Linked DNA regions of Mus musculus: all the other regions are linked to region 6. Evidence: chromatin contacts called from public ChIA-PET and promoter capture Hi-C data. All regions are on one chromosome and are shown on one strand. Each heading gives the region's core, a stretch centred on a gene start, on an enhancer-like site or on the middle of the called end of the contact. The rest is flanking DNA. Distances are from core to core; before and after follow the strand shown. Region 1 holds the start of Zfp398 (zinc finger protein 398). Region 2 holds the start of Zfp956 (zinc finger protein 956). Region 3 holds the start of Zfp212 (Zinc finger protein 212). Region 4 holds the start of Tra2a (transformer 2 alpha). Region 5 holds the start of Ccdc126 (coiled-coil domain containing 126). Region 6 holds the start of Lrrc61 (leucine rich repeat containing 61).

Region 1 (3,328 bases), core at 364-2,863, 720 kb before region 6:
GGAGGTCACAGTCATCCTTCACTACCTGGGCTACATGCCTCAAAAAGTTAAAGGATTAAGGATTGTTTAGTCATACAAATGTTCATGTTTCATATCCATAGGAGCATCTGACAACTAGGAGGGAAACAGAGAGTTTGGAAATTAGTCACCCACCCCCTTAAAACAGGGTTCCACTGTAGAGCTCCAAATGACCTAGAACTTGCTTTGGAGTCCAGGCTGGCCTTAAACTTACAGAAAGTTTCCTGTTTCTGCTTCCTAGTGCATGGATTAAAAGCAAGTACCATCATATCAGGCTTTATTCTTGCTTTCTAAGGCCTTTTTTTGTTTTGTTTTGTTTTGTTTTGTTTTGTTTTGTTTTTTGTTTTTTGTTTTTGTTTTTGAGACAGGGTTTCTCTGTGTAGCCCTGGCTTTCCTGGAACTCACTCTGTAGACCAAGCTGGCTTCAAACTTATACAGATTCACCTGCCTCTGCCTCCCAAGTGCTGGGACTGAAGATGGGCATCACCACTGCCAGGCCGAAGGCCACATTTAAAAATTATGTCTTTTAATAATAAAATCACTAATTATTTTCCTGAGGTCAATTATTTCTCTCTATCTCTGTCTCTCTCTTTCTTTCTCCTCCTCTTCTTTCTTCTTTTTCTAGTTCATTCCATTATAGTGATGTTCTAGTTTAGAGAACGGTAGTTTTAACTCCCAACTATGCACCATCTGACCACAGTTCATGCTCAAGTAGACTCAAAGTATACACAAGATATTGCTTTGTATGTACACTATAAAGACTCACAGTACACTCAAGTGGTAGTGGCCCAGCAGGAAGATCCCTATACTGTGGGGGCACTATAGACAGTCTACTGTTGAGGGCATTGAATGGATTCATTTCATTTACTGAGATAAATGTCTGAGAAGACTTTGGTTCATACATGTTTGAAAAAAGAGAAATACTGGAAAGTTATGGCTGTGTGATTATCTTTCTGCCACACAAGCTGTTAAACACACAACTCTGTCTTTTGTTGGTCCTTAGTCCAGATCCAGCAAATCTAACCACAAGCTTTATTTCTGTTGGCTCAAGTAGTCCACTTGTCGGTGCTGGTGAGTGAGCTCGGCAGAGGATCTGGGTTTGGCTCACAACTGTGTGTGTAGCTCCAGTTCCAGGTTATCCTGCATCCTATTCCGGCCTCCATAGGCAGTAGACATCCAAGTGTAGAGAAACATTTATACATATAAAATTAAAAGAAACAAATCTTTATAAAAATTCTACTTCTCATCCAAGCCCAAGTGAGACAATAATCAAAATAATCAGAATCTCTGGTGCCAATACAAGTCATATTTGTAATTTCTACGAACGATATAACTCCATCATTCCCACCTAGCTCACTCTGGTAGCCGATTACACTATCGTCCAGCCTGGACACCGCTCCCTGGCTCTTAAACTATGTAGCATCTGCTGGGTCTTCTCAGATGGATGGGAAACCCGAGTAGGTTGGATCTGCGTTCACCAAAACTCTTTTCTCAGAAGCTGACCTCTGGGAAGGCGCTCCGGATGCGGGGGCCGCCAGGGGGCGCGCTGTCCCGGGAGGACCGACCGGAGGGGGGCGCGTCTAGGCCGGCAGAGCGCCTGCAGTACTCGCTGCCCACAAAGCGCCAGCTGAGGGGCGGCTGCAGCCGGTGCGGCGTAGGCTGCTCGCTACTCAGCTCCTCTGCGTCCCAGCGCCCCCGGAAGCCCGATTGCCGCGCGAGTCCTGTCAGAGCGAGCAACGCGAGACCGCTTCTCGCCGTCTGCCGAGAGCACTGAGCAGCCGGGCCTGCGTGTGGTGGCGACTCCCGGGACAGGACCGGGCAGCGGAGGGCCATGGCTGAGGCGACCGCCGCTCCGGTAAGGGCGCTGATGGACGGGCGTCTCTGTCACCCGGGCCTCGGGGGAGGCGAGGGAGCTGGGGACGGCAGCGGGCCTTGTGGCCCGCGTGGGTCTGCGGCTGTCGTTTGCCCCGCAAGGCCACCGCGGACCGCAGCGCCGGGCGACGCCGCGGGACCAGGGTCTGCAGTTTCTAACCTACACGCGCCGCGGTGCTCCGCGTCAGCCCGCGGAACGGGGAAGTGGGCTCGAGGTGTTTTTGCAATCCACCAGCCATTCTGTACAGCCGCGAGAGCTGTCGTTGCTAGGTGCGGCAGGACAGTCACCTGCGTGGCGGGGAAGGTAAAAGCCAAGGTGTGTCCTTATGGACTGCGTGAGGACAGACAGCCTCGCGCGCCCGGGAGGGCAGGCTGTGGCGCCGCGGGGACCTTGGAAGGCCGACCGAGCGCAGGCTTAGCCAGTAGTGCAGTCGTGCGTGTGCTTGTTTGCTGCAGGCCTGCAGTGGGCCCAGCCGTGCATGCACCAGAGATGCCAGGGCTACCAGGACAACCCGCACAGTCCCTGCACACAGCCATTAAGGAAGAGGGGATGGTCGTTTAACAGAACGTTCTGATTGGAAAGTATTGCTTTTGTTTGCCACCTAAGAAGGCTTTGGTCAGCTCAAAGAGACTTTTTAAATAAGTCAGAAGTCAGGCAGGTCTGCAGAGGAGTAGATAGGAAGTAAAAAAGAAAGAAGAAACCAGGGGAGCAGCGGGGAGGGGCGGGGAATGGAGTAGAGGGGAATACCCTTCAAGTTTAATTTTCCCCCAACCCTTAAAAAAGATAGTAGAGCCCATGGTGTATGCTATAGGTATATGCCATGCTGAAAACTGTCACATACTTTTAGTTCTCTAGTAGTCATGTTTAGGAGGTTAAACCATGATGGTAACATGGTGGCTCACAGAGGAGTTTAAAATAGGAGAATCAGAAATTTTAGTATATGCTTGGCCAAATAGCCAGAGTGTGTGTCTTTAAAAAAAGAAAGAAAGAAAAGAAAAAAGTAAAAAAAAAAGTAAAAAGAAAGAGGAAATTAATTTCAGTTAATTCAGTGAAATGTTATTTAGCTCAAAGTATAAAAATATTTTAATAGTAATATTATAAAACTATTAATGAGATTTTAAACACAACACATCTCAATTGAACTGAGCACATTTAAAGTCCTCAATAATCACTTGGACTCAGTGACTTTGGTACTGACCAGGGCAAGACTGTTTTATGAAGAAGAATTTGGAAATACTGATATTTTTAATTTTAATTTTAAGAAATCTTTTTAGGGGTTATGGAGAGATAGCTCAGCAGTTAAAAGTACCAGTTGCTCTTGCAGAGGGCCCCGAGTTGATTCCTAACATTCACATGGTGACTAACAGCAATCTGTAACTTTAATTCCAAAGTATCTGATGCCCTCTTCTGACCCTTGAGGGCACTGGGCATGTAGAT
Region 2 (2,975 bases), core at 220-2,719, 600 kb before region 6:
CCCTACTGTGGCAAGGCCTCCCGCCGGCCCTCAGACCTCTTTTGTCACCAGTGTATCCATACTGGTGAGCGTTCCTATCAGTGCCCCCAGTGTGGCAAGGAGCCACCACCTGGCTGTCCACATGCAGACTCATTCCTGAGGCTAAACAATCCTGCATTTCCTCTTGCTTTCTGTCCTCCAGGGAAGTCCAGCCCTGCAAGGGCCCAGCTCTGAACAGGACAGGACCTGCACTGTCTCAGGGCCTTTCCCTTGTGCCTGCCAAGTGGTGGAAGTTCCTTCACTTTCCAGCTGAGTTGGTACTTTAGGGGCCCTTCAAAAGCACAAGCTCCAGACCAGGAATTTGAGGTGATAGTGTCATGCCTCAAAGTCATGAGAGCGGGTGCTTCATGTGCCTCTTTGTCACAGCACCTTGGGGACAGCCTTGTGGAGCTTCTGGAGCTGGGTGATGGATTCCAATTCTGATAGTTTGCTCTCTTGTTTGGCACTCAGACACCAGAGCACATGAAGGCTCCCAGGTGCCTTCATCCCTGGCTGTGCTATTGCTAAAGTCCTGCAGACTCTGTAGCCACTCAGAAGTCCTGCACAGACGAGGCAGAGGGTGACACTGCCGTCATTCCCAGGGTAGGGGTATGACTGGCAAGACTGTGGCATGCAGCCATGGTTCTGGACGTTACTTGCCTGCACACCCAACCGTTGTTTAGGCCCTGCAAGCAAGACAGCAGTTGTCAGTAAGCGCTCAGACTGAACGTGGACAGTATAGCTGCCCCAAACTTAATCCTCCGCTGCAAGCACTCATGTTGCTGTTCTGGGGGTTCCTAGGCCTCTCTTCTAATGCTTTAGATGTTCTCTGGAAAACAAGTATTCATATTTGAAGCACAAATCCAAGTGCTGGGGTGGGGGAAGAGGCGCTGTATAATCCTGGCTCGCCTTGGGCTTGCAGTGAATTTTTTTCCCCTACCTCTATCTACCTACTAGGATTTCCTTGCTTGTGCCATTATGCACAACTGGGCTTACTGCATTTAACCTGAAATTCAATAGGACAGGTTAAAGAGTATTTTGAGTTAAGAATGAACAAAGGCTGCATGGTTGCCTGAGCTCAAAGACGTTGGATCCCAGATTCTGATGACTTATTTTGTAAAACAAAGATATGGTTGGGTTGGTTACAAGGCCCTAAGAACCATGGAGGTGGAAATATTAACTTAATCGGTGCTCTATAAATACACTGGAAAATGTAGCTGCGTGTTTGTGGCCTAGTTTGTTCTGGGGAGTCTCAACATGTGACCCTAGTGGTTGGCGTGGCTCTACAGCTCAAAGGTGAACGGAGCTCAACACCTAGTGCTCACACCTGCGGGGCTGAGACGAAACGCTAGCGAACGCTATGCAGCTTGTGCTCCCAGCTAGCCAATAGAGTCTGGCTTCTCTACCGTCAGGGGCGGAACCTCCAGGGCTAGCCAATGGGGAGCCGCCTTGTGGAGGGTGTGGCCTGCGTTTCTGCCGCGGGAGCAGCGAGGACGTCTAGGTCTCAAACTGCCAACTGCGTCCAAGACGACCATCCTGATTCTGTATCGTGAGGCCAGGAAGGGCCGCCTGTAGGGGACACAGCGGCTACAACAAGACGAAGCAGAATCGCGCGCAGCCATGACTGAGGCGGCCGCTGCACCGGTAAGGGTGGCCCTTACCGATCATGTGGGGGATGTGAAGCGGTTCCTGAATTCGCCGGGAGGACATCTTACCACCTCCTAAAATTGGGTAGAGCTCAGCCAGGTAGTCAGGGAGGAGGACTAGGAGGTCTGTTGCCACATGATTAAGTCCTTGTCTCCTTTGCCACGGGTTTGATCATTTGTAATATACGGCCGTTGAGCTTCACCAGGAAATATCTGGGCCCGGTGCACCGGCTGCGGTCGTTTTTACTCCACGACTCCTTTTTTCCAGGACCTCTTTGCTCCATCTCGCAAGTATTAGCCATCTCCGATCAAATCCCGAGCTAAGGCCCCCTCCAGTTAGCCCTCTTGGTCCTGGGACCTAGAATCTAGCTCCTGCCTAGGAGGGAGGGTTCCACGGCCTTTCGGGCCTGAATTCGATTCTATTAAGAGTAGATACATACTTCCTCGCTTGTTGTTTTTTGATGAACACCGGGAAGACTTTCCTACTGCAACTAGTTAGGGAATCAGTGTTATAGAAAACGTTGGGTAGGCGTGTTTTAGGTTCAGGTGAGTGAACTACTGAGATGAGATTTACAGTCCCTGAAGGTAGGAGGCATCTCCTGCTAGCAATAGCTTTGCAGTGACTTCAAAGACATTTCTTGGTGTTAGATTTGTGGCAAAGGATCCCAGAGAGACGAAGATATTTGACCTTTATGTGTGAAGACTGCCTCCTCCCAACCACATTTTGTTGTATGGGTCAGTGGTCACAGACCTCAGGATGGAGTGAGGAAGAGAGAAGTTTCTAGTGACAAGTATCTTACTGTGTGGGACACTTTGCTGTGTCTTTTTTATGGAAGATATCTTGGGGGAAGTTTAATGTCACAAAATTGTATTCGTTACAGTCTTTGGTTTAGAACATATAACACATTCTGACCAATAGTCAGGAACCTTCATGTTTATTGGTAATACAATATATAATAAATGTCATACACCCTGAGTGCTTTTTCTGTTTGACCACCTTAGAGATAGAGGGAAGTTCCAGGATTTATCTGTAGTCCCCACAGCTCCGCATTTTATTTACAGTTATGCATGGTGACATTACCCCCCTTCTTTTGACTAAGATGCTGGCTTTCAGCTTTCTCTGCCACTGCCTACTGGCATCTAAGATCTAGCTTCCAGTAAAGTGACTGTTCAGGGCACTGTAGTGACTGTTCGGGGCTGTTTGTTGAGGTGTCTCAGTCACAGAGACCTAGTGTCCAACTTGAAACAAGCTGAGGTTACCTGAGAGGAATGAATCTCAATTGAGAAAATGCTTCCATAAGATCTAGCTGT
Region 3 (3,196 bases), core at 407-2,906, 630 kb before region 6:
TGTTCCCAGACACTCCTCCACTCAGAACACCTCTCCAAGCTGAGGCTAGTCCTTGTCACGTAATTAAGCTGTCTTGGTCAATAAATGGTCTAGATGATCGCTGTCCCAGTTCTGATTCTGTGAAGTGATTAGAAGTCCTTCTTGCTGCCATTGAATTGCTTAAGAGGATCCATCTGGTTCTTACAAGATGAGGTCTGCTCCAGGGTACAGCTTCACACACAAGGATAATTGCCCTTATCTGAGACATGATCTATCCTTTACACTCTGCTCTTCCAGGGATTCAAGGTGACTGCTGGTTCAGGACAATGACTTACCTCTGCCTTCAGCTTGAAAGGGGATGAGATGGGACAAGTAGACACACTCAACTGATTGACACGGTTATGGAGTCAAGCAGGAATTTGATCCAAACAAAGGCAACAAACAAAGATAAAATGAAGGCACAGACACACCCAGACTGCTGTGGGGGGCTTAAATGAGTCAGCGCTTTTAAAAAAATTATTATTATTTTAATATAAATGTAGGTTTTTAAGTGCCTGTTAAAACAGATGCTGAGAATTTTTTTTTTCAGCAGGCCATCGGCTTGGGTTCTAGAGAAAGTTGTTAGTTGTAGTCAGTGTAGACAGGGATCATTTGCAGAAAAATGAAGAAGGGACCAGTCTAGTGAGAGTACTTGAATTCTTAGAGGAAGCTATTCACACTTAGTGGAAACTCATGTCATTCTCACTCAGCATGTCCAGGACAATGTAATGGAAATGAGGCATTTGAGTACTGCAAGTACTGGGTTTGGGGGTGTTGTTTGGATCAATGTCTCTTTAGATATTTCTGGCTAGTCAAAAACTCACTATATAGCTGAGGCTGGCCTCAAACACCTGAGCGCTGGGGTGGTAATGATGTGGCCAGATGTTTCCAAGCCAGAATGCAGAACACATTGCCTCTAATACCCTGGCACCCTGGCATGAGGACTAGGTTATTTATTTAGTTTTTTTGAGACAGGGTTTCTAGCCCTGGCACTCACTCTGTAGACCAGGCTGGCCTCGAACTCAGAAACCCATCCACCTCTGCCTCGCAAGTGCTGGGATTAAAGGCATGAGCCATCACTGCCCGGTGAGGACTAGGTTAATTATTTGTGATTAAGGCTATCTTGAATTCTGCAATGCAAGTGATTACCATAATTAACACTCTATAATGGATTGACCAGAAAAAGCCAAGTCATAGGTGAGCATGGAAGAAAATCACTTGCCTATGAGAATTCACCTTTTCTTTAGCTTCAGCTGTGTTCTTCCCTCACAGAAAAGGGTGTACACATTTGTACACATTTTTTAAAAATTATTTTTATTTTTGACAATTGCATGCAAGTCCAGAACGTATGGTGTTCACATCCACCCCCATTAGCCTCCTTTTCTACTAGTCCCCACGCTCTCCTCCCTACGCCTTTCTCTCTCTCTCTCTCCTTCCCGCGCCTTTTTAAACTTGCACATATTTGAATCTCTTAAAGCATTTCGCGGAGTGCAGGACTCAAATTCAGAAAATGCTCTTGATTTTGAGAATCCTTACGCTTACACCCCACACTCAATGACTGAATTTCCAGGCTGCTGTTCCCCTTCCAGGAGCACAGTGGCGCAACAGAAATACCGCGCGGTAGGAGGAGCCGCTGCCGCTCTTCTTGGGGGTGGGGAGCGCTCCCAGAATGCACCTTGTATCAACACGGCGGCGGCGGCGGCGGCGGCGGCTTCCAGGAGGGTGAGGACGTCTGGCGGAGCGGCGTACAGTTCGAGCAGTATCCCGCCAGTCGGTGTTGTGGGGCGACTGCGACCATGGCGGAGTCGACGCCTACTCGGGTAAGGTGCTCCGGCCGGCTCGGGAGGGCCTTGGGGGAGACAGCGCCCTGCCCGGGGCGGGGCTTGAGGCGCTCGGTCGCAGGCTTGGTTTCCTCCGCGGCCGTTGGCGCCGGCGGATGCTGACTTCCCTCCCGGTACCCTCGCCCTCCGCCCGCCCGCCCGCTCGCTTGCTCCCTGGGTCCTTCTGCGTCAGGCTCAGAGCCCGGATGCTCTGCGTCTTTCCGCAGAAACTTCTGCGAGGCTTTTTGAATTGTTTGTGACTGCGCCCACATATTTTCCTGCTTCGTGCCAACTAGGGACTCGTTTTCTGAGTTGGAGTGAAGGCGCGGGATAAAACCCTGGGTTTGGGTTGTTGCCTTTGAGCTCAGCTACGGAAGACCCCAGGACTTAGGGCTTCTCTCCGACCAGTGGGGCTCTGCTCCGGTTGCCATGTTCTGCCATAGCTATCTGTACTGAGTTTGCAGCCACAGGTTGAAGCCTTCTCTCCTTGGGGACTGGTGTATTTGCTGTTTTTGTTTGTTTGCTTGCTTGTTTTTTGTTTTGTTTTGTTTTTACAAAACTGTGGGTGCGCATTGTTATCCGCTTACCGCCTCTTCCAGCTGTCTCTCTTTTCAGAGAATGTGAAGACACTGAAAATTGGTTTGAGGAATATCTTCCGTAACTCAGCGTTCATCTATCTATATATTCAGTGCATGGTCTTCGGAAGGCAGTCTATGCTCACTTCTCTAGGCCTTTGTCTCCTTAACTTGAATTGAGAATGTTGAGTTCCTTGTAAGCATTTTTACGTTTTTTTTTTTCTGGCTCCAGTCTCCTCATACTGTGTCACAGTAGAGGTTAACATAGGAAAATAGGATAGATGGACCTGAACTGGCTTTTCACTGTTGAGACAGAGCCTCACAGGCTGTCCTTAAGCTGATGACAATCTTCCCGACTCAGCCTCCCCAGTGCTAAGTTTACAGGTGTAAGTCATTCTGCTGGGGTTTGTTTGGTAGTGGTTGTGCTTTGAGGCAAACTCTCATGTGCCCCAGCCTAGCCTATCTGAGAATGACTGTAAACTCCTACCTCTGACTCCCAACTTGCAGATATTACAGGCATAAGTATTTTTCTTGTCTTTTTGTTTTGTTTAGTTTTTGTTTTTTAATCTTTCAAAATAAGGTCTTACTTTGTGCCCTGGCTGCCTGGAACCAGTTAGGTAGACCAGGCTGGCTCTGAACTTGGAGCAATCCTACTTGTGCATCCAGGTGTAAATAAGAGACCAGGAGTTAAACAGACCCCCTGCAGGGTAAGCAGATAGGGAGAGAGGCCTTGGCTAGGCAGACAGATTTCCAAGATGGACATTATCTTCCTGATGCTCCTGA
Region 4 (3,223 bases), core at 314-2,813, 710 kb after region 6:
CTCAAGATCAAAACCCTAACTGACCGTATATGACTTGACTGACAGAGTACAGGTGTCTAAATCCCGAGCTTCCAAAAGGGACAAATTCTTTCCTTCAGCAAAGCCCTCCAGCGGCTTTTTTCCACCCGCCCCTCCTCCACTAGAATACCAACACAACTGCCAGCCCTCGAGTACCATGGGACTTTTGTTTCCCTTTTTTTTCCTTCCATGGTTTTACCAGGACTCACTTCCATTAATTTCCAATACTAGGGTAACTTCGGAATAAAACTCAAAAACCGGTAACGTTCTAATAATATACTCAAGCTTTGTGAATATACGGTTTATACTCACAAGACCTCAGATAACCAAAGTCTTGAGTCCCTTTTCCGGGGAATGGGTGAGAAAAACGGGGGAGGGTCTGTAAATTTCAGGTATAATCTTTTGAGTTAACAATGATTAGCTTTTTTCTTTTCTTTTTTGAAAACTGAGGCAAGAAATTTGTTCAGTTACGTAAGGTTTAAAGTAAGATGTCTTGGCAGTTTAGCCATAAAGATCTGTAAAGGAGTTTTCAGAGGAATGGTCACAGGAAGGAAAGCTTTGGAAGTTGAGACATAAAGAACCCAACATCTAGCTGTTAGGAAAACAGGCGTCACTGCATTTCCACATTCATTTAGAAGCGAAAGGAAAGAGGACATTAAGGGGAAAGGCTCTTGCGTAGTTTTCCCTTCCCCGCTCGCTCTCGTCTTAAGGACTCTTAAGGGTCGCTGCGGTCGTTGACTAACCACTTCACTGGGCTCGTCCCACCTTCAACCTCAAGGCTTTCGCCTTTACAGACGCGACGCCGCCGGTTCCGACGGAGACGCGGCCGCTCACTGCAACAGAGAGCCAAGGAGACAACAGGCCCCAGCTAGTCCCGCGCCAGCGATTCCCCGCCCGGACAGCAGCCCCGCGCACTTCTGACCCCGAGACCCCGCTGCGATGGCCGGAGGAGGGGTGGTGGTGGCCCGAGATGCCACCGCAGGAAGCACCTACCACTATCCGGCCGGAGGGAGCGCCCCGCCGCCTCCTGCCCCACCGCGCCGGGGACCCGCACCTCGGAGCAGAGATGGGAAGCTGAGAGGAAAGGGAGCGACAGGAGAGGATAGGACCAGGCCAGGTACCAGTCAGCCGCCAGAAAGGAGCGCTGCGGGCTAGTGGGGCATCTGGGCACGCAGGGGGACCCCGAAGCCATCTTGGGACGTGACGCGCTCGCGGTGGCCCTCAAGGCTGCTCCTGAGGGCCCCGCCACCTCGCCCGACCGACCGCGCTCGTCCCCGAGCCCCGGAGCATCGGGCCGCCGCCGAAGACGGCTCCCGCGGCTTTGTACTCACTCTGCCCTCGAAGTTGTTCTCCTCTACATCACTCATGTCGGCCAGGCGCTCCCGAGAACTAAATAAGAGATATGTCTCGGCTCGAGGGCCGACGGCCTAGTCACCGCGCTGTTCGGACTGTGGGGAGGAAGAAGGCGACGGCTACAACGGCCAGTGCGTTCCACTCCCACCAGCTCGCACGTTCAGGCAAAATGGCGCCCGTGCCGCCAGAAACCTCCTGGTGTCCCCGGCGCCTGACGTCAAGGGGCGGACCTGTGATGACGTCGTCGCGAACCCCGCCTCCGCCCCGGGAGGCTTTGTGTCCGCCTGGCCTAGCGCGGGAGATTGGCGGGTTTCAAGAGCTTGCTGTTTGGCGTTGGGTCGGTTTGTCCTCCGGGTGCTGGAATTAAAGGCGTGTGTCATCGCCTGGCTTTGCCTGTGGGGTTTTGTTCTTGAGTTTTTTTGGTTTTGTTCTCTTTAGGTATGGAACTCAGGTCTTTCTTGCATAGCAAAACAAACCAACCAAAAACAAGCAAACAAAAACCCAACAAACAAACCGACTTTTCCAGCTGAGTTTTCCTTATCCCCAGTATCTGCCCCCCCCCCTTTTTTTTTTTTTGGTTTGGTTTTTTTACAGAGACAGGGTTTCTCTGTATAGCCTTGGCTGTCCTGGAACTCACTTTGTAGGCCAGGCTGGCCTCGAACTCAGAAATCTGCCTGCCTCTGCCTTCCGAGTGCTGGGATTAAAGGCGTGAGCCACCACGCCCGGCTAGTATCTGCCCTTTTAAACGTTGAAATAACAATATATACACAGATGGGGTTATACTGAAAAGCCATGAGTTTCTCACTCTTCTCTGCTTCCAAACCTCAAGACAGGGTTTCTGTGTAACCCTGGCTGTCCTGGAACTCCCTCTGTAGACCAGGCTGGCCTGGAACTCACAGAAATCTGCCTGCCTCTGCCTCCCAAGTTCTGGGAATAAAGGCATGAGCTCCCACCACAGCGGGGGGCATTTTAATTGAAGTTCCCTCCTCTCAGGTGACCTTATCTGTGCCAAGTTGATAGAAAATTATCCAGCACACCTAGCATGTACTAGGCTCTGGGTTTAGTCCTCAACACTGTAGAACATGTAAATAAATAAAAATAAATTGGGGGAATATATTGTTTGGCAACATTAGTATCCATACTTCTTGCTCTAGAAAAATAAGGAACACCAGCACAAATAATGAATTCACAAAGACCTGAAATAGCTGGGTGTGGTGATCTGTGCCTGTGATCCCACCACTTAGGCGTCTAGAAGGAAGGACTGTTGGAAGTTCCAGCCAACCTGAGATATAAAAAGAGAGCCTATCAGAAATGTCAGAGAGCTAGTTATCAAACTCTTTAAAAAAAAAAAGATTTATTATATGTAAGTACACTGTAGCTGTCTTCAGACACACCAGAAGAGGGTGTTAGATCTCATTATGGATGGCTGTGAACCACCATGTGGTTGCTGGGATTTGAACTCAGGACCTTCAGAAGAGCAGTCAGTGCTCTTAACCGCTGAGCTATCCCTCCAGCCCCCATTATTAAACTCTTAATGGTTTGGACTCAGCCACAACAGGAAGATTTATGTTGTGAATATCAGCAAATCATTTTTCTTCCTCTTTCTTTCAGAGAGCTCATTATTAAATACTTACCCTTCTATTCATGTAATATCATGTAAGTTAATATGTAGTGTTATTTTGTAAGTGCATTTAGAACAGCACATTCCTGATTTACTATATTGTTGTTTCTTCAATTTTTTATTGGATATTTTCTTTATTTACATTTCAAATGTTTTCCCCTTTCCAGGTCTCCCATTCTGAAACCCCCACCACCACCACCCCATCCCCTGCCTCTGTGAGGGTGTTCCCCC
Region 5 (3,359 bases), core at 455-2,954, 760 kb after region 6:
TTTTTTCTTATGTAGCAAGTTTTCAGCATCTATGTGGTGGCTTGCTGTTACAGTACCTCCTAATTCAGACGAACTACATTGTAGATCCTCGAGGGTCATATATGTCTAGCAGCATTAGAGAGCACAGAACATTTGTGTCCAGATTATCCCATTTTGTGCATTGGTTACATGGGTTTTTTTTCTCCTTAGTTAGGGCCCTGGTTGGATCCCCCTTTCCTTCTCCTCCCCTCCTTCTACTGTGACGTGGAGGATCAAACTATCCTCATACAAGGTATTAATAAACCCCTACATGTGCTGGTGTTCTACAGATGGAACACTTTGTTTTGCCCTTGATTCTTTTTCTTGTGATTAAAATTCTTTGTACATTCTGAGTACAAGGCCTTTCTTGATTTATATATTTCAAGGGTCTCATTCCACTCTTAAGGCTTGTCTTTTGTTTGTTGCTGTTAAAACTGTCTTTCCCAGGCTGCATTTGATTTCCAGGTCCTCCTGTTTTGTTTGGTGTGTGTGTGTGTGTGTGTGTGTGTGTGTGTGTGTGTGTATGTATGTGTGAAAGAGCGACAGAGAGAGAGAGAGAGAGAAACACACAGAGAAAGACACAGAGACACAGAGAGAGAGACACACAGAGACACACACAGAGACACAGAGAGAGAGATGCACACAGAGAGGCACACAGAGAGAGGCACACACAGAGACATATACACACACAGATAGAGAGAGACAGAGGGAGAGAGAATTTTATGAGTATTGGTATTTTGCTTGCATATACCTTAGTGTACCAACTGTATTCCTGGTGAGGCCAGAGGAAGACTGTCAGATATCCAGAAATGGGGTGACAGATGGTTGTGAGCCACCATGTGGATTCTGGAAACTAAACCCGAGTGCTCTCTAAGCACAAGGGCTCAGCCATCTTTCCAGCCCAATTTGACTTTTTAACGTGTAATTTTGTGTGTGCTGAGCATTTAATCAGGGCCATATTCATGCTAGCCAAGTGTTCTACCACTAAGCTGCATACCAAGTCCCGAAGTACTTGATTTTTTAAAAATGTATTAACTTTGTTAAACTCTTATTAATTGTAATAATTTGTCTACAAGTTGTTTTGTATTTGTCATGTGTATACATATTTATACCATCCGTGACAAGAATATCTTTAAAACACTTTATTTGTATTCATGTAATTGTGTGTGAGTGTGCTGAGGTCTGCAGAGGCCAGAAGCAGATGGGATCCCTTGGAGCTGGAGTTCCAAGAGATTATGAACCTCTTGATGTGGGAGCTGGTAATTGAACTCTGGTCTTCTGGTCCCTCAGCAAACTGTCTGAACTTTTGAGCTAGGTCTCCAGTCCTCAGAAAAGGATAGTTTGTTTCTATTAGTCTTTAGTCCTTTTAGTTATTTTTTTATCCTATTTCCCTGAGTGAGGACCTTCAGGAGCACCATGGGGACATTGGACTCTCCAACACTAGGATGCCCTCTAGTGTCAGACAACAGCATTAGGGGTTTCTTTTCTAGTGGAAGGTAGATAGTAGGATGCTTCACCACTAGTGGCGAATAGGGTGCTGAGTTTTCTCTAGTAGCAATGCAGCTGCTGCGCCTCTTAGTTGCTAAGCAACCGCGTCGCCCTGAGCCCCTGGGCCAACAGCACGTGCTGTCTCTCCGCAAGGCGGGACTACATTCCCCACAATGCCGCGCGCAGTAGGCCCTGGCCGGAGAATGGGGGAAGGGTGGCCGGGAGGCGGAGCGGAAACCGGGAGTAGCGTCCCCGGGTGCCGAGCGCTCTCGGTCCTACCTCCGTCCTGGCCCGCAGGCTGTTGCGGCGCCGCTAACGCCCTCCCGTGGCGGGCTGTGGCTGTACTTCCAGTTTGTGAGCCCCGCGGCGGCGGCCCGCGTGATTGAAAGGAAACCAGCAGGCCAGGTCAGACGGAGGAGATTGGGGAGGCGGGAGGCGGTGTCCCTGCGGCCCCGGCTTTGCTACTTTGACAGCCTCGACCGCCGGGCCGGGCTCCGCGGTGCTCTGCGGGGATGGGCAGTCTCTGCGGCCGCGCTCATTTGTGCTCCACTCTTGACAGCTCAATTCTCTCGTTAGGAGAAGGACGTGAAATGCCCATTAAACCTGCCAAACTCTTCTCCTGGGAGGCTGGGGAGGAACTTTATCTGCTGTAGGTACAGGCGGTGGCAATTGAATGGCCAGGCAGCCAGGATTCGAACCCCTGGCGTCCCTCTGCCTGCTGCTTCATTCAGGCTAAGCAATGGCTCCAAGCCGATGTGTTTCATCCAGCAGATGGAGATCTCATACAGTTTTAAGTTGTTAGATTTATGGATAATAAGCTATTACACCTTGAGTTTTTCATTTGATGAAAAGATGTTTTGAATGTGATTCGAAGTGTGTGGACTTTTGGTTAATCACTAGGTTGTGTGTTCAGTTTATATTTTTACTTCTTACATGCAGAGAATTCCTTAAGATATGCTGGCTTCTTAATTTCCGCCCCTTTAAGATGGCTGAGAATGTTCTAAGGAAATTGATGACTCTGCTTTCCTGGGGATCAGCTCTGTATATAACTGTACAAGGACTCACCTCCCCCACCTCCCTAGCCTGGTCCCATAGGAAACCCTTAAAAGGAGATTAAAGGCTTTGTCCGTCAGATCCTTTGCAGCTTTGCCCTATGTCAACTTTCTGTACTGTTTCTAATGGTTCAGTCGTTTCTCTCCTCCCCACTCCCCTTCTCTCATTTTCTAGACAGGATTTCTCTGTGTAGCCCTGGCTGTCCTGGAACTCACTCAGTAGACCAGAAAACTATAAATCCCCTTACGCATTTATTCGTGACCAGGCTGGCCTCAAACTCAAGAGATCCTCCTGCCTCCGCCTCCCTAGTGCTGGGATTAAAGGTGTGCGCCACCATCACCTGACACCCACTTAGGATTTCTGTTCCCAGGTTATAGTTTTTGTCTGGAGACACATTGAGTGAATGCAGTAAATCTGATCAGGAACGACTTCAACGTGTTCAGGTTCTGTCAGTTGTTTTTACCCTTGCTTTCTCAATGTTATTGACATTGGGTTTTCAAGGAAAGCTTTATAAAACTTTAACTGAATTTCATTTTTATTTAACGTGTATGCCCTGTATGTACTATTTTGAGTCGAGACATGATGATTTATGTGACTGTGTGATATCTTTAGGGAAAGGGGAGCCTTCTAATGATTGCTAGAACAGTAGCAGTTAATAATTGTGGAAGGGGGCATACGCATGCAAACATTTCTGATTAACCTTAAAACGTGCGGCAGAAACACTCATTTTGAAGAAAATGTCTCTCCTTGGTGTTATGAGTGCAGTAGAGGAGAAGGTGAGAACCGCAGCCTTGGTTCTT
Region 6 (3,078 bases), core at 272-2,771:
CCTCACCAATCTCTGAGCTCTCCAAGCTCAGGACTTGAAATCCCACCAATCCTCAACCTGGAAATCTCTGCCCTGAAAAGCTCCATCCATAAGAAATCCTATATAAGCCCTGCCCTTTGTTCAACAGCCTTGCTGTCTGCTCCTGGAAGCAGAGGCAGCCACTCCTGGATTTGTCCCCTCTCTCCCTGGACCCTCCCTATTTTGTTTTTTTTTTTGTTTTTGTTTTTTTTTAAATGAGATTTGATTCCTGATGTGATGTTTTTGTTTTTGTTTTTGTTTTTTAGCATCAGAAGAAGCAAAGAAGCAATGAAGAGAAGTGGAGCGGGGCTGAGGCTCCAGAGCTCAGCTGGGTATACCCTTCCCTGGGAGCTGCAGTGCCTCTTGCTGAGGAGGCTTCCTCTCAGAGCTATGTGGTTCCTGGGCTCCTGTGTCTCAGGACGCTCTTCTATTGGGACACTGTCCTACCTCTGAGCTGTGTGGTTCCTAGGCTACCATGTCTACCATTGGGACACTCTCTCTGCTAAGAGTTGTGCGGTTCTTGGGGTTCCACACCTTCCTAGAAGGAACATTTATAGCTTCTAATCTTAAAATAGACTCAGGCTGGTCCATCACATGGAGAAGTTCAAGGGAGATCAAATGGATACCGGGCACCATTTGACGGATTAGAAAAGCTAGGTCACCACTGGCCTGCAGCCTAGCACACTGAACGTCATCAAACACGTATTCATTAAGGACTTTGCACTGTGATACAGTGCAAAGATGTGAACAACAACAAAACTGTGCCTATACTTAGCCAGCCCAGGCTGGAAGGGTGTGGACTGAACTGGGATTGCTTTGTCTGAGTGCACAGAAAGCATCAGGAGATGGAAAACCCTCCCAATGTAGACATTTCCAAGTGGCCTGTGAAAGAAAGTGAGAGGCATTCTCCCCTGTGCCTAGTTAAGGTGACCTCTTTATCCGTTGGACAATGTCATTTACAAAGGTGGCAGTTTGCGTTGGTGACATCTCTGGGGGCAAGGCCTTTGGGAATATCACTAGGCAGTGCACATTTATCTCAGGAAACATTCTGATGTAGTTTTCTAAAAATACGGGTAAGGTTCCCACAAGGGGTCCTTCTTATCGTTATTGTGGCACCTTTTGTCTGCAGTCCTAGGCGGTGAGCATGACTGCACCGCTGTGAGGGGCAGGGTTCGGAGAGGGGTGGGCGAGCACGTACCAGGCACCGTTTATCGGGTTAGAAAATCTAGGTCACCACTGGCCTGCAGCCTAGCATACTGAATGTCACAGAACACATTCGTTAAGGAACCATAAATGCCTTTCCCAACGTCGCTCTGTCAAATGTGCTAATGACCAAACTAACAGGAACAAAATCCTCCAGCAGCACTGGCCGCGGGTTCCAGCACAAAGAGCTAGAAGCTCCTCTGGTTGTGTAATCTGCGTCACTTGCGTACCCTGCCAGCCGCAGCGCGTCCCTTAAAAACAACTTTTTCTGCGTCGCACCACTCCCCGCCCCTTCCGGCCTTTCGCAGGTTCCGGGTCGGCTGGGCCTGCGCCAGAAACCGAGTTGCGTGTTCTGTTTGTTTGGGGGATGCTGGATTCTTCTGGAACCGCCCGCGGTTAGTGGCCACGCCCTCAGCCCCAGGCACTGCTCTGAGTGCAGTTAACAGACAGAACGCTTTAACCGGTAACAATCGCGGCCGGTGAGGTGGGTGCTGCCTTGGTGGCCAGGAGACATTAGGATTGGATTTCCTATCCCACAATCACAGCCTCTTGGTATACATAACAACAAGGGTTCCGCTAGTGTGATAGATTATTTTAAAAGAGCAGCCGTAGAGAAAAAGGCGGAAAAAGTTTTGGTCTTGTTTATTCTCGGTGAGGGAGCATTTGTCACAAGATATGCAAATGGCAAAAATGCCTACAAAGGAAGAAGGATGCGGCCCCTTATTGGGGTCAGAAATGGGTGGAAATGACTTCAGTAGTCCCCAAAGGAAGCTGGGAAGTGTAGTCTCCCAGCAGGAACTTATCCGTGGCTTTTGTCACTTTGGCTATGTGAGCTCAGAAGATGGCGGAGTGTTGTTTAAAACATCCTCCACTGTTGTGCCAGGGAAAAGTTAGTGACCCCCCCCCCCCCCCCGCCAAACACACACACACACACACACACACACAGGAGCTGATCTGATGCAACTCACAGCAGGGTCTTTATTCTATTCGAGCTAGCTCAAGCCCCCCCAATGCACCACCCTCACACAGGACGGTTTTGGTGGGGGAGGAGCCCCGAATGTCTATGTGGCAAGGCTTTATAGTAAGCACCAAACATGGAATACGAATGCGAGCATCTAAATGGAAAGCTACTTTGGCCTTTAATATAACTGGCTGGTGCTGGGAGTCACATCATAAACTTAACTTCTGCTCCCCTCTGCATGGGTGGTCATTAGGCAAGGGTTGGGCTTGCAACCTGGGGTGCAGGTTTGTTGGGGGAATAACCAGGAGATACTGGTCTTGTTAGGGGTGTAACTTGGAAACTCTGCTCTTGTTGGGGATTAGCCTAGAGACGAGCTAGGCTCAGGTTTTGTTGTGGGGACAACTTGGATACTAATGCTAGATACCGGCCTGTAGTCTACCTGAGTTCAAGCTTAGGTCAGATTCTCTAAAATGGAGTCTGAATTTAAAAGCTTTGGCATCTCACACTGACTGGCTTAAATTCTCTGGTTGTGTGGGAGACTAGAGCTCCTTCTTCCCCAGGTGTAGGAATGTGAGAGGAGAGGAGGCTGGCAAGCTTGCACAGAGTGGGACTGTGGAATGCCCCTGGATGTATGTTTGTGCGGTGTAACAGGGTAGAATTAGGGAGCCAGGTCCCATCTGGGCATGCTCCTGAAAAGGACTGACAAAATAGTCAAGAGAAAGTTCTAATCTAATCAGCCAACACAGGGTACATGCTGAGGCATCTCCTAGTCCAGGTGAACAGATGCCAAAAATTACTCATCTGCAGGTTGCTGGTTTTACAGCTATGTGGCTTCTCTGGGGGACGCATAGGCTTTGGACTGTGGACAGTTATCATTTCCCACGACCTCCCTTCAT

Evidence for each region. Promoter capture Hi-C pulls out the DNA fragments that hold promoters and counts their contacts. ChIA-PET counts read pairs in DNA pulled down with a chosen protein or histone mark.
Region 1: a contact with region 6 is called in a promoter capture Hi-C map of hippocampal neurons, with 5 times the contacts expected there. The contact joins the promoter of Zfp398 here to the promoter of Lrrc61 in region 6. A contact is called at or near these places in 4 of 39 promoter capture datasets (3T3-L1-derived adipocytes, hippocampal neurons, liver and 1 more).
Region 2: a contact with region 6 is called in an RNA polymerase II ChIA-PET map of memory CD8 T cells, with 24 read pairs. The contact joins the promoter of Zfp956 here to the promoter of Lrrc61 in region 6. A contact is called at or near these places in 3 of 115 datasets of contacts at active chromatin or transcription factors (craniofacial prominence, large pre-B cells and memory CD8 T cells).
Region 3: a promoter capture Hi-C map of hippocampal neurons shows a contact between it and region 6, with 4 times the contacts expected there. The contact joins the promoter of Zfp212 here to the promoter of Lrrc61 in region 6. A contact is called at or near these places in 8 of 39 promoter capture datasets (the C10 cell line, cranial neural crest, frontonasal cranial neural crest and 4 more).
Region 4: a promoter capture Hi-C map of pre-B cells shows a contact between it and region 6, with 5 times the contacts expected there. The contact joins the promoter of Tra2a here to the promoter of Lrrc61 in region 6. A contact is called at or near these places in 5 of 39 promoter capture datasets (the 3T3-L1 cell line, 3T3-L1-derived adipocytes, hippocampal neurons and 2 more) and 2 of 115 datasets of contacts at active chromatin or transcription factors (memory CD8 T cells and microglia).
Region 5: a promoter capture Hi-C map of pre-B cells shows a contact between it and region 6, with 5 times the contacts expected there. The contact joins the promoter of Ccdc126 here to the promoter of Lrrc61 in region 6. A contact is called at or near these places in 4 of 39 promoter capture datasets (the 3T3-L1 cell line, hippocampal neurons, liver and 1 more) and 1 of 115 datasets of contacts at active chromatin or transcription factors (pancreatic cancer cells).

The regions. Positions count from the first base shown.
Region 1 is chr6:47,834,048-47,837,375 of GRCm38.p6, forward strand. It overlaps Zfp398 (zinc finger protein 398), which reads left to right and starts at 1,614. Exons shown (of 6, transcript NM_027477.3): 1 at 1,614-1,873. The coding sequence starts at 1,850. It also overlaps a transcript of Zfp786 not described here.
Region 2 is chr6:47,951,921-47,954,895 of GRCm38.p6, forward strand. It overlaps Zfp956 (zinc finger protein 956), which reads left to right and starts at 1,470. Exons shown (of 5, transcript NM_178898.4): 1 at 1,470-1,662. The coding sequence starts at 1,639. Zfp783 (zinc finger protein 783) reads left to right here. Exons shown (of 6, transcript NR_027963.1): 6 at 1-2,629.
Region 3 is chr6:47,918,912-47,922,107 of GRCm38.p6, forward strand. It overlaps Zfp212 (Zinc finger protein 212), which reads left to right and starts at 1,657. Exons shown (of 5, transcript NM_145576.2): 1 at 1,657-1,838. The coding sequence starts at 1,815.
Region 4 is chr6:49,262,489-49,265,711 of GRCm38.p6, forward strand. It overlaps Tra2a (transformer 2 alpha), which reads right to left and starts at 1,564. Exons shown (of 8, transcript NM_198102.2): 1 at 1,350-1,564. The coding sequence starts at 1,385.
Region 5 is chr6:49,317,570-49,320,928 of GRCm38.p6, forward strand. Ccdc126 (coiled-coil domain containing 126) reads left to right here and starts at 1,705. Exons shown (of 3, transcript NM_175098.6): 1 at 1,705-1,911.
Region 6 is chr6:48,553,278-48,556,355 of GRCm38.p6, forward strand. Lrrc61 (leucine rich repeat containing 61) reads left to right here and starts at 1,522. Exons shown (of 3, transcript NM_177736.3): 1 at 1,522-1,705.